2 separate regions of the Sus scrofa genome follow, and region 2 is linked to region 1. A link is a contact called in public promoter capture Hi-C data. All regions are on one chromosome and are shown on one strand. The core of a region is the stretch at or near the end of the contact, and the rest is flanking DNA. Distances in the headings are between cores, read along the strand shown.

What was found. Promoter capture Hi-C pulls out the DNA fragments that hold promoters and counts their contacts.
Region 2: a contact with region 1 is called in a promoter capture Hi-C map of fetal liver, with 4 times the contacts expected there. The contact joins the promoter of SLC27A1 here to the promoter of SLC5A5 in region 1. A contact is called at or near these places in 1 of 5 promoter capture datasets (fetal liver), 7 of 47 Hi-C or Micro-C datasets (embryonic fibroblasts, fetal skeletal muscle, liver and 3 more) and 2 of 2 datasets of contacts at active chromatin or transcription factors (alveolar macrophages and skeletal muscle).

Annotation. Positions count from the first base shown.
Region 1 is chr2:59,880,329-59,887,026 of Sscrofa11.1, reverse strand. SLC5A5 (solute carrier family 5 member 5) reads left to right here and starts at 1,941. Exons shown (of 15, transcript NM_214410.1): 1 at 1,941-2,509; 2 at 3,360-3,425; 3 at 3,796-3,847; 4 at 4,033-4,100; 5 at 5,266-5,420; 6 at 6,010-6,150; 7 at 6,245-6,374. The coding sequence starts at 2,153.
Region 2 is chr2:60,230,988-60,237,763 of Sscrofa11.1, reverse strand. SLC27A1 (solute carrier family 27 member 1) reads left to right here and starts at 2,176. Exons shown (of 13, transcript NM_001083931.1): 1 at 2,176-2,287; 2 at 4,031-4,198. The coding sequence starts at 4,032.

The DNA of each region.
Region 1 (6,698 bases), core at 692-3,191:
TGAGCGAGGCCAGGGATCAAACCCGCATTCTCATGGATGCTAGTTGGGTTTGTTAACTGCTGAGCCACAATGGGAACTCCTGCATCAGTTTCTGAAATGGGTATTCATCTGCAGGTTTGGTCAGAGCCATGAGCCTGTGGGCAGGGTGGGTTCACCTGGATCCTGCTGTGTCCTCGGCACCTGGAGTGGGGCCCTGCACATACTAGGTGCTTAATGCATGAGATTCAGCCCAGGTGTCATTCTGCAGCCTGGACCCTTCTTCTACCACTGCAGGAGAAGCAGGGAGCTGGCAGGGGACAATCACCCCTCTGAGCACCCCTCTGGGGAGACAAGGCCAGTTTTACCTGGCTTACATCAGTTTGCATATATTTGCATTGATTGGCGCAGCTTTGAGGGAATCCACCCGGATTTCCCCTTTCTCATCACGTTTTCCTGGAGGATGCAGCAGGGAACTAGAAGGAGGAAAAACTCCCAAGTTCTCCCCACCCTCCTGGCAGGAGATGCATGCCAGTGAGCAGCAGATTCTCATGTGGAGGCGTGCTATCGCAGCTCCAGGAAGGATCTGGCTGGCCCTGCACTGTGCCACGAGTTGGAGAGAGGAGACAGTCCCCGGTGACTCCTGAGGATGCCTGGGGGGGAGGATGCACCCAGCTTGGGAGGTGCGTGTCTGCCAGAGGGGGCCACCAGGGGGCGTCAGAGGCTGGGGACGGTTAGGGAGCCCTAACTTCAACCCAAGGAATTCTTAGATCCCTCCCGGCTCATAGAGGAGAGAACCCAGCATTCACAGGGCGAGATAGGATTCGAACTCAGAGCTCAGAGCCTCTGGAGGCCCAAGTCCCTCAGGGTCCAGTAGCGAAGGGTCCCAAGATGACAGTGTTGCATTTCTTGATGGCATGACCCCACACAAAGGACTTTCCCTTCCCCTGTACCTCAGATCTCTTCATTTGTAACATTAGGGGCCGACCAGACACTACTTCCCCAGGTTTTCATGTCTCTCCATATATTCAAGTTCATGGCCAGTGACAGCCCCTCCATGACCTCCATCATACACTTAATGCCTGGCACAGCGTAGGTTCTCAATGCATATTTGGTGAAGGAACCAACAAATGAGGGAAGAAATGAATGAATGAGGTACTTACTCTGTGCCAGGCTGTGTTATGCGGGTTGAATTTATTCCTCCGAGGCAAGGGCTATATGTTAGCCCCACTTACAGATGGGGAATTGAGGCCCAGAAAGAAGCAAAGACTACTTCAGATATATATGTGCTCAGAACCCCACTACCTCCCACTAAGCTTAACCTAAGGACAGCGTTTGGTGATGTTCTCCTGCTAGAAAGGGAGTGGGTCAAGGTGCCAGTCGGGGGAGGGGTTGAAGCAGTGCAGGTTTCCTTTTGGGGACGCTGCAACCTTGAAAGTAAACCCCAGTCCCGTGGGTGAGCGAGCTCCCCTGTAGGTCAAGATACAAAAGCACAGTGGGGATTTGAATGCTGTGTAGTGCTGGGTAAGTGACATGCCAACTCTGAGTCTCAGTTTCCCCACTTGTCACAGGGAGACTTTAAAAGCTTATGGCCAGGGGAAAGGGCCACGCGAAGCAAGGGGGGCATCCATCACCCCCACCCCCAGCAGCCACCCAAGTGTCCTGTCCCAGCCTCTCTGGCCCAGTCCAGAAGGGAAAGGGTGCGGGTCCTTCCCGCCCCCACACGCGGGGGCGGAGTTTCGTCGACCCGGAGCCCAATAAATCCGCAGCCCTGCAGCCAGCTGCGCGTTTAAGCCCCGCCAAGACCTCCAGCAGTCAGAGCTGAGCGCGGCTCCCAGGGAGAGGACAGACAGAGGGCTGGGAAGTGGACACGCAGCTGCACGGGGCAGCCGGACCAAGTGGAGGCCAGGTGGACGGACAGACAGACGGCAGAGACAGACGCCAAAGACCGAGAGGAAAGTCAGGGAGGCAGTCGAGGATCCACAGATTCCTTGCCCGGGGAACCTCGGCCCGCAGGGGACGAAGGGGAACCGGCGCGCAGTGTCGCATCGGAGGCCGAGCATCCTCCCACCTCCTCGCAGTCCTGCCTTCTGGGCCGCTGCCAACTTCCCTCAGCCCGGGAGCTCGAGGTGGCTGGAAAGGCTCAGGACGCGCCTTGTCCCCGCACCCGGCCCTCATGGCGACCGTCGAGGGAGGCGCGCGGGCCACGTTCGGAGCCTGGGACTACGGAGTCTTCGCCCTCATGCTGCTGGTGTCCACTGGCATCGGGCTGTGGGTTGGGCTGGCGCGGGGTGGGCAGCGCAGCGCCGAGGACTTCTTCACCGGGGGCCGGCGCCTGACGGCCGTGCCCGTCGGCCTCTCGCTGTCCGCCAGCTTCATGTCGGCGGTACAGGTGCTAGGCGTGCCAGCGGAGGCCTACCGCTATGGCCTCAAGTTCCTCTGGATGTGCCTGGGACAGCTGCTCAACTCGCTGCTCACTGCCCTACTCTTCCTCCCAGTTTTCTACCGCCTGGGCCTCACCAGCACTTACCAGGTACGGGGCAGAGACCCTGAGGCAGGACCTGCCTGGTGGGGAATAAAGGGATGCGGAGGGGGAGGCCCTGAGCTTTGAATTGCTGTGCAGGGAGCCGCAGGCGGGCTCCTCGGCGTCTTCATAGGGTAGCCACCAGGCGGACCAGTAGGGAGGGTTCTGGGAAGAAGCCTGAGGCAGTGGGGCCAGGGGCCGGAAGGAGGAAGAGGAGCTGGTGGCGTCCTGGTTTTCTTTGGTGAAAACCCGCTCAGGGAGGGGCCAGCCCGGCCAGGGGCGCGCTCACGTGTGGACAGGAGCACCCCTGCTCTCCACATGCGTGGGCTTGCGTACACCCGACTGCTCGCCCGGCGGCCCGCTCCGGGTTCCAACCCCAACTTCCCCGCTTCCTCCTACCTCCCGCAAGACTTTGCCTCCCAGCTCGGGTTCCCTAAAAGTCTAAGTGGCCTGATTTCAGGACTTCCCTCCAGGGCAGTGGGCAAAGTGATTACAATACTGACCAGTATACGGTAGGCCACCCATCACAGTTGGCCGCAGGCACTGACTGTTATCTTGCCAAAGTTGACTCCGAGCCGCAGCAGCCGGTGGCGGGGGCCGACCAGACTTGAGTGGGGGTGGGCGGGGCCGATGTGTGCACTTTTGATGGCTCAGTCCTCCTGGGCACAGGCGCGGGGATGGCGCTTGTGTACAAGTGTGTGCAGATAGGTCGGAGTGTGTGCACTTGGCTGGAAACCCTGCGGGTTAGAGGGTGGACAGCGCAGAAACCAAGGGGGCGGGTGAAGGACCCCAGAGGCCTCCGGCTCCTCTTGGGTAGGACCTGTCCGCGTGACCACAAGCCCTCGGTTCCCTCTTGCAGTACCTGGAGCTGCGCTTCAGCCGCGCTGTGCGGCTCTGCGGGACCCTGCAGTACCTGGTGGCTACAGTGAGTGGCCTCGGTCCCGCCCTCTCCCCCGCCAGGGTCCAACTTTGTGCAGTCTGGGTCGGGTCCGCCCACAGCCCTTACAACCTCGCCTGGTGGGGCCCGCCCCTATCCTGCAAGGCCCAGCCCAGTCCCCGCCCCCGGTCCTCTGGCCCCGCCCCTGGAAGACCCATCTACCCGTTTGGCCCGCCGGCTTCTCTCACACGCCCCACCTGACCCTGCCCCGACCCTACGCGGTCGCGCCCATCGGTTCCCAGTCACACACCCCAACTACCCTCCACCCGTATCTCCTAAAGCCCTTTTTACCCAGGCGCCCCCACACCCAACCCCTCACTCCCCGCCTGGCTCACAGGCCCCTGCCCTCCACGTGCAGATGCTGTACACTGGCGTCGTAATCTACGCCCCCGCGCTCATCCTGAACCAAGGTTTGACTGGGGGGAGGGGGGTGAGAGGGAGGAGGCAACGACTTAGAGGCTGAACCAGGGAAGGAGAGAGGGGAGGCCCTAGGAGAGACTTCGGAGGGAAGAATCCTCCTGGAGAGAGGAGGGCCCAGGACAGTGGAGGCCAGGTGTACACCCTGCACAGAGGCCTTATGGGACTCTCCTTGCAGTGACGGGGCTGGATATCTGGGCTTCACTCCTATCCACTGGAATCATCTGCACCTTCTACACTACTGTGGTGAGTGTCCCCTACCACTACCCCACCTGGGTGGAGCCCTGGTGGGGGTGGGGGTGCAGGGGCTGTCCATGCCCACTGAGTGGGGAAGACCCTGTGCAGGCCCATCACTCCTTCCCTTCCCTTCCTCCAGAGGAAGCTTGTGTCCCGGCGGAGGCTGTTTCCTCATCTTTATTATGAGAAATGATTTGAAGGGCTTATTGCTGAGAGTCCAGGCATAAGCAAGCTTCAGACATGGCTGGATCCAGGAACTACAACAGCATCTTCTGGGTCCCTCTCCCATCTCTAGGAGCCTCGTTATCTCCAGGCTTCTACCCCTTTGGGCTTCTTTCCAGCAGAAAGAGAGTTGCTGTTTCAGGATGATCTGGCTAAAGTCCCAGGAGGACTCTCTTTGGCTGGTTCTGGTATTCTGTGAAGGATGAGCCATTCAAAGAAGTTTGGGGAGCTGGGATGGTCTCATTGGCTGTTCTTGGAGCTGGAAGCAGGGTTAGCCTCACCTGCGTGTCTTGGGAGGGGGGAAGGGGCTCCTCCAAAGGAAAATCTAGGAGCTGCCAAGGGAAGGCAAAGACAGGGGACTGGATGGGTAAAAACAACAGCCAATAATAGGTGAGTCAGCCATCACTCCCTGAACACTTGTATGTGCCAGATGCTGTTCCAATTTTTTTTTTTTTTAGGGCTGCACCTGCAGCATATGGAGATTCCCAGGCTAGGGGTCGAATCAGAGCTGTAGCTGCCAGCCTACACCACAGCCACAGCAATGCCATGTCCAAGCCTCTCCACAGCTCATGGTGACCTACACCACAGCTCATGGCAACGCTGGATCCTTAACCCACTGAGCGAGGCCAGGGATCGAACCTTTGTCCTTATGGATACTAGTTGGATTCATTAACTGCTGAGCCACGACGGGAACTCCCCAAATAATCTTCTTGTATTAACTAATTTAGTCCTTGCAATGATACCCTGAGGAAGGTACTATTATTAACCCCATTTCACAGATGAGGAAACTGAGTCAGAGAGGTCCCAGCCACTGATGGAGGCCAGGCCAGGTTGGCCCCAGCCAGGCCCCCCATCTGACCTCTTCTCCCTCCTACATCTGCCCTGTCCTGTAGGCCCTAGGCAAATCCCCCTCTGAGACCCTCTCTCTCTTACACACACATTCTGTTTGCAGGGTGGCATGAAGGCTGTGATCTGGACTGACGTGTTTCAGGTCTTAGTGATGCTGACTGGTTTCTGGGTTGTCCTGGCTCGCGGAACTGTGCTCGTGGGTGGGCCTGGACGTGTGCTTGAGCTTGCCAAGAACCACTCCCGGATCAACCTGATGGAGTGAGTGACAATGTCAAGGGGGATACTGCAAAATGACGGAGTTGTATCTCTCGGCCCTGGGAGAAGCCAGCCAATGCCTCCTGCTCCAAGAAGCCCTCCCTGCTTCCCTCCTCAGACTCCCCACAGACAGAACCCTGGCTTCCCCTCTCTGTACTCCCATAGCCCCCATTCTTCCATCTGGCCCAGACTTCTGCACCACACCACCCCCTAGCCCAGACTGGGGACTGAAGGTTCTCTGAGTTACCAGCTGGGCACAGAAAAAATGTTTTTTGACTGCATACACAGATGACTCAATACACAAAGAAACATTTTTTTTTTTTTTTTTTTTGGCTGGGCTCCGGGCATGTGAAAGTTCCTGGGCTAGTTCCTGGGTTCCAGCAGTGACAACACTGGATCTTTAACCCCTTGAACCACCAGGGAACTCCCAACAAATGAATTTTTAACTTGGCAGACTCCTAGTCACACTTCAAAACCTATTCTAAATATCCCTTTAAGGCTCATAAGCTCCAGAAAGGCCATCTAGGGTACTGTGGGAGGGTGAAGTCAGGGTGGCATCCCCACATGGCTGATTTGCCCCGTCCTCATCCAGCTTTGATCTGGACCCGAGGCGCCGCTACACCTTCTGGACTTTTGTCGTGGGTGGCACCTTGGTATGGCTCTCAATGTATGGAGTGAACCAAGCACAGGTGCAGCGCTACGTGGCCTGTCGCACAGAGAAGCAAGCTAAGTTGTGAGTATTTAAGAGGAGCAGCGTGGGTGCCTCTGAGGTGTGCTCTGAGGTGTGCTCCGTGCCCTGAGGCCACCTCTTCCCTCTTCCACCTCAGGGCCCTGCTCATCAACCAGGTGGGCCTGTTCCTAATCGTGTCCAGCGCTGCTGCCTGTGGTATTGTCATGTTCGCGCTCTACGTTGACTGTGACCCTCTCCTGGCAGGGCATATCTCTGCCCCAGACCAGGTGAGTCTATCTACCCACCCCTACTCTCAACCTCTGTGTGGAGTCTCTGGGAGCAAGGGTGGAAGGGCATTCCTAGCAGAGAGACAGCATGTGCAAAGGTCCGGAGGCAGGAAGGAGCTCAGCTCAGAGGAGGATCTGGGAGAGGTGAGGAAGATGAGCCTGGGAGGTGATGGTGGGAAGCCATGGGGGTGTGGAGAAAGGGAAAGGCATTTTAGATTTTGAGTCGCAGACTCCCTGAGGGATGCCAAGGAGGATGTGGGACCATGGTCTGGCATGACATTAACACGATGACATTAACGATAGTGACCAGCTCTCATGTCTCAA
Region 2 (6,776 bases), core at 927-3,426, 350 kb before region 1:
TACAGCTCCGAATTGACCCCTAGCCTGGGAACCTCCATATGCTGCATGGGTGTGGCCCTAAAGAGACAAAAACAAAACAAAACAAAACAAAACAAACCCCTGACTGCAGCAGTTTGGTCCCTGCAGAGGTCCAGGTCTGATCCCCAGTCCGGGTGGGTTATAGCATCTGGTGTTGTGGCAGCTATGGCATGTGTTGCAGCTGTGGCTCAGATTCAACCCCTGGCCCAGGAACTTCCATATGCTTTGGGTGTGGCCATAAAATAAAACAAACAAACAAACAAACAAACAAAAAAAACCATTGGGTTTGTAGAGCCTTTTATTTTATTTTATTTTATTTTTTGTCTTATTAGGGCCGCACCCACGGCATATGGAGGTTTCCAGGCTAGGGGTCCAATCAGAGCTGTAGCCGCCGGCCCATGCCAGAGCCACAGCAATGTGGGATATGAGCTGCGTCTGCGACCTACACCACTTCTCATGGCAACGCCAGATCCTTAACCCACTGAGCAAGGCCAGGGATCGAACCTGTATCCCCAGGGATCCTAGTCAGGTTCGTTAGTTGCTGAACCACGTGTAGAGCCTTTTAGATTTGGGGATTACTGGCTGAGGACCCAGCAGTATATCTCCAGGAGGTGTGGGGAGAGTTGGAAGAGACTGTGATGAGCACTGTTTAGTCAGGGCTCAGTTTGCTTAGTAAGATGGAGGGAGGAGGAGAGGGAAGAAAGGGGGAGTAGGGAGAAGGGGAGGAGAAGACAGAGGAAGAAAAAGGGGGAAGGAGGGAAGCCAGGAAGAGAAGGCAGAGAAGGGGAAGGGGACTGGTGGGGAGGAGGGACGGGAGGGGAGAGGGGAAGGAGGACTGGGTGGAGGAGGGGAGGGAATAGAGAGAGGAAGAGCAAGGTGGGGAAGTGGAGGAAAGCAAAGCAGGGAAGGGAGGGAGAAACTTGAAGAGGGGAAGGAGAATGGGAGGCACAAGGAGAGCGGGAGGAAACTGGGGGAACAGAGGGAATCAGGGCAAGATGAAGAAGAGGCAGGAGAAGTTTAAGGAAGACTGAAAGGAGAGGAGGAGGGGGAGGGAGTGGAGAAAGGGGAGCAAGTTCTCTGCCCACATTTGTTTTTGTTGTGGTTGTTGGTTTTTTTTGTTTTTTGTTTTTTGTTTTTTTGTCTTTTTAGGGCCACACCCGTGGCATATGGAGGTTCCCAGGCTAGGGATCCAATTGGAGCTGTTGCCACCGGCCTCTGCCAGAGCCACAGCAACTAGGGATCCGAGCTGCATCTACAACCTACACCACAGCTCACGGCAATGCCAGATCCTTAACCCACTGAGCGAGGCCAGGGATCGAACCTGCAACCTCATGGTTCCTAGTCGGATTTGCCTCTGCTGCGCCACGACCGCGGGAACTCTTGTTTTGTTTTGTTTTGTTTTATGGCCACACCCCTGGCCTATGGAGCTTCCCGGGCCAGGAATGGAACCCCAGCTGCAGCTTTGACTTATGCAGCAGCTGCAGCAATGCCAGATCCTTCAAACCACTGTGCCAGGCTGAGGATTGATTCTGTGCCTCTGCAGTTACCCGAGCCCTGAAGTCAGATTCTTAACCCACCATGCCACAGTGGGAACTCCTCACATTTGTCTTTTTTTTTTGGTTGTGCATAGAACCCGAGCCATAGCAGTGACAGTGCCAAATTCTTAAGCACTAGGCCACCAGGGAACCCCTCTGCCCACATTTGTGAACGAATGAATCTCAACTCCAGCTAGCAAGAAAAGGCCTTAGTTTCTTTACCTGTAAAATAGGGTGATCACAATAGCACTACCTGGCAGGATAAGAGTGCGGCTGGGGTTACTGAGCATTGCTGACTTCACTGACACCTGGCTGAGAAAGTAGGGGGACCAGTGCCAGACCTCTCATCTGCCTCTTCATCCCCATTCCATCCACCCTAGGCAGCCTGAAGGGACTGATGGCAGCTTGGGGAAGAGGGGGGTGAGCGCCTGCCCAGTTCTGTCCTCCAAATGGTGCCGGAAGCAGGCCCTGGCTGCCTCCCAAGGAGAATGCTGAGAAGGTCAGCCAAACAGGGCAGAAAACGAGCAAGGGTGGGGTGGGCAGGGGTGCAGAAGAGAGGGAGCTTGGAGAGAGGGATCCAAGGCAGAGGCCCACATGGGCACAACACAGAGCAGTCCCCAGGAGTCTGCACAAACAGAAGCCCGGAAGGTGTAGGGACCTCTGTCTTAGCCTCACTGTCCCAGCCTGCCTACTGCCTGAACTTCTGGGAGCTGGCGACAGAACAAAGACTGAAGGTCAGTGAGCAGCTCCAGGTCAGCCAGGGAATACGGTGGTGGGTAGCCTGGCCAGCACGTGCCTTCGCCTGATCAGGGGGAGGGCTTTAGGGTCTCTAGGTGAGCGTTTAGGACCCTAGGACTCTGTGGAAGGGTGGGGACCTAGTGTGTGGATTTTGTTCTCCTTGGGGTGCTGGAGTGATAACATTGAGACTTAATTGACAAGATGTGGGGATATAGATTTGGAATTTAGCTGGGTTCTTGGAATATAGCTTTAAGAGTGAGATGGGGATTGGATCTTCTTGCCTAGGCTGTGGGTTCCAGATCCCTGGAATGTGGTCCCGTCCCCCCCCCCCCCCCCGCGCGGGCTTTTCAGGGCTGCACTGGCGGCATATTGAGGTTCCCAGGCTAGGGGGCCAACTGGAGCTACAGCTGCCGGCCTACACCACAGCCCCAGCAACGCGGGATCTGAGCCGCCACAGCTCACGGCAACGCGGGATCCTTAACCAGGGATCGAATCCGCAACCTCATGGTTCCTTGTCGGATTCGTTCCGCCGTGCCACAACAGGAACTCCGGGAAAGTGTGTTTAAAACCGAAGAGGCTTTGGGAATTGCATTTAGAACAAGAATCCAGTACAGGCAGGCCCTGAGTGTGAATTGGGCGTTTCTAGTCCGCAGGGGTAGGGATCCTGGTTGCCATTAGGGCTTGGGCCGGGGGCGCCTGGGAGCTATACCTCTCGGCTGAGGCACTCACGGGTTTCCTAAACTCCACGCAGGGAGGGATGGGGAGGTAGGGAAGGGAAGCTGGTAGCTGGAGAAATTTAGTTGTCATGGAGACAGCGGCCGTCCTTGCTGGGGCGTTCTAGCCCCCAGGTCTTGTTGGCCGTCGTCTCTCTGGCCAAGGGGCCCTCTCTATGGTCGTGGCCTCCGGAAGGGGGCGGATCTCGGCAGAGGGGCTATAAGCCCGACAGGTCTGAAGAGAGCCTGCCCGGAGGGCAGGTGGGGCGGGGCCTAGGTTGCTAGGTGGGACGAAATAAGCCCGGAAGGTGGTGACTGGTTCAAAGCTTGAGGGCGGGGCCGGTGCCAGTAGAACTTGGGCCCGGGAATGCCGGCTAGGCCCTAGGCTGGGGGCGGGGCTTCAGTTACAGGGGCGGGGCCTCATTCAGAGAGGGCGGGGCGTATGCTTGTGGGCGTGGTCATAGTTCCAACTTGGTTCTTGACGAGCGAAACTGGAATGGGTTTGTGCTTGTGGGCGGGGCCAAATGAATAGTGGGGGTGGGTAGAGGTGGCACCTGGAGGAAAGCCAAGCACTCTGGGCTGGTGGATTCTGGGACCAAGAACAGAGGTGTAGTGTCGCATGGGGGCGGGACCTGGTCGAGTGACTAGGAATGGCCTGGGTCTGTGGTGGGGGCCAAGGTGGAGCCTAGGCTTGGGGGCCAAGTCGTTAGGGAGGAGCTTGGGTCCCAGAATAGTCGCTACGTAGAGGATTGGGGTGGGCCTGACAGTGGCTGACGGGACGGAAGAGCTGTTTCTGGGAGAGTGGCCTTTGCTAATGATTGACAGAAAAGGCTGGGCTAGGCGTAAGGAGACGTGCCCAATTTGGGACGGGGCGGAGCCCTGGCCTGGGGGCGGGGTCTGTATGAGACAAGCCCATTCTCACGCATGGGGCGGGGCCTTACTCTAAAAGAGAGGAGCTCGACCTGGGGGCGGAGTTGGGCTGGTCGTGGGGCGGGGCTCGGGCCTCAGAGCTCTCCGCCTCCCCAGGATGCGGACTCCAGGTGCGTGTTCGGCTTCTGTGGCGTCTCTGGTCCTGCTATGGTTGCTGGGGTTGCCGTGGACCTGGAGTACAGCGGCGGCGCTAGGCGTTTACGTAGGCGGCGGCGGCTGGCGTTTCTTGCGCATCGTCTGCAAAACCGCGAGGCGTGACCTCTTGTGAGTGCAGCGCGGGCCTGGTCCCTGGGCTTGGGCTGGGGGCGGGCTGGTTGTGGGCTGGTCGTAAGACGGACGCTGCAAGGGCGGAGTTGGGGACCCTCGGGGCTTGGGGTTGGGGGAGGTTTCGGAGACTGGGGGCGGGGTTTGGGTGAGGGTGGGGCTAGAGGCGGGGCTGGGGCCTGAAAAGAGTGGGTTGGGGGACTCTGAGGGCACCTGCAGGGGACAGCTTGGGGGTTTCTGGAGTGAGATGAGTAGGTTTTCAGTGTCCTTGAGCCTGTCTGGTGATCTCAGTGGTGCTGGAGGGCGAATTGAGGGTCTTTGGGCAGCGGGTAGGGCTTCCAGAAGGCTGAGGCTGATTGGGAGGCCGTGCGTGTTTGGGGTGGGGGTGGGGTCTCTATGGGGCTTTGGTGACTGTGGGAGGATTCTGGGGGCTCCTTAGAGACTCTGGTATGTCCCTAGGGGTTCTCAGGGGGACTTTTTCAGAGACGTTGAAAGGGCTTCCTGAGACATATGTAAAGGGCTTTTAAGTCTTTGAAGGGTTGTTTGTCTCCTCAGGGCCATTTACAGGTTTCTCTGTGGTCAGGTCGGGGTGCTCTTTGAGAATTTAAGGTCTGTGCGTGACTTTGGAGATTGTTCAGGGTCTGAGGAGAGGTGGCTGTGTCTTCCAAGACTTGGCTTAGGGGTGGGGTCTCTGGTGACTGGGAATCTCTGGAGAGGGGATTCTGGTGTTGTTTACAGGCATCTTTGGAAGGTCTCTGGAGGTATCTCTGAAGGGCTTGCTCAAAGAAGCTGTTAGAAGTGTTCCTGGGCTTTCTCACCAGAGCAGATCTCAGGAACAACCTCTACGTGGGAGTCCATGGGCACCTGCTCTGGGTCTGCCAGTCTTGGTGCCTGTGGGGAGGTAAGGGGATTAACCCATTGTACAGGTGAAGGAACTGAGGCTCTGTGCAGTGGTAGGGATGGTGAGAAGCTGGGGAAAATTCCACTCAAATTGACTTGTTCTGAACCTTCTAGAACCCACGTTTTCCTTTCCTGCCCCTGCTCTTGGTTTTCCAACATGCAAGTTGGACTGTGCCCTTGTTCATACACCTTCCATGACCCCCTCCTCTGCAGTAGAAAAGACTCAGCCTCCAGCTGAGGTCCTGCCAGCCTGTCCCCTGCCCACTTGTGACTCCCCACCTCTCCTTAGGTTCACCTGCCCCCACCCGCATCAACTTGCCTTGTCAGGTTCCTCTGCCTGTAACAGAATGGCATTCCTTTTGCCTAGCGATGCCTTACGATGTTGTCTCCCTCAGGGGACCCTTTGCTGAGTTTTCCTGCTCGGCACCTTGTTGCCCTTAGAATCTAGACCACACGAGCTTTCCAACCATGTCCCCAATTTCCTGTCCTTTCCTTTGTCACCTTTCCAGCTACACTGGCCTCCTTGCTGTTCTTAAACATGTTCCTGTTTGTTCCAAACCCCAGGGCTTTTGCACTTGCTATTCTCTCTGCCATGGTCAGTCTTCTCCTGCTCTTCATTTTCATCATTCCATGGCTGGCTTAAATGTCAGACCCTCCCATCTTGTTGCTCTCTGGCAGAATGGCCAAGATGTATACAGTACTCCCTCTCTGTGAGGCACCATGCTAAATCATGACTTCTTCAAGCCCCCTCAACAACCTGGGAGGTGGGTGCTCTCTTGTCTCATCTTACAGATGAACAAACTGAGACACAGCATGGTTTTGTCACTTGGCCAAGGTCACATAGCTGGCCAGTAGTGGGGACAGGATGTGAACCCAGGCAATGGGGCTCCACAGCTTAACTTGTCACCGCTAGCAGCATTCGTCATATGTAGTTATTATTGTTGTTATTATTATTTGCTTTTTGGGGCCACACCTGCGGCATATGGAGGTTTCCAGGCTAGGGGTCCAGTCGGAGCTGTAACTTCCAGCCTATGTCACAGACACAGCAACACGGGATCTGAGCTGCATCTGCGACCTTCACCACAGCTCACAGCAACGCTGGGTCCTTAACCCACTGAGCAAGGCCAGGGATCGAACCCGCAACCTCATTGGTTCCTAGTTGGATTTGTTTCCAATGCTCCACAATGGGAACTCCTGTAATTATCTTATGTGTCTGCTTTCTTGCCTCTTAATTTTGGAGTTTCTTTCCTTCTCCCACTTAAATCGAGGGTCCTGTGGTGGGGGCGGCAGAGATGGAGCCCATGTTGATCTTTGTGTGGTCATGGCCTCCCATCACGGTGGCACTCAGCAGAAGTGCATGATATATTTTTTTCTTGGACTTGCCCAGGCCCAAGTTCTGCTCCAAGGGACAGGGGACATCTGTGTCCAGCTCTGTTTCCCTTGGGACAGGGCAGGAGCCGAATCCACGCCAAGTCCCTGACATAGAGCTTGACACACTTTCTGTGTGATGCAGCTGCAAAGATGGCCCCACCTCCTTGTTGTTATACCCTTGTATGATCTCTTCCCTTTGAGTGTGGACTGGACCTAGTGACTTACTTTTTTTTTTTTTTTTGTCTTTTTGCCATTTCTAGGGCCGCTCCCGCGGCATATGGAGGTTCCCAGGCTAGGAGTCGAATCG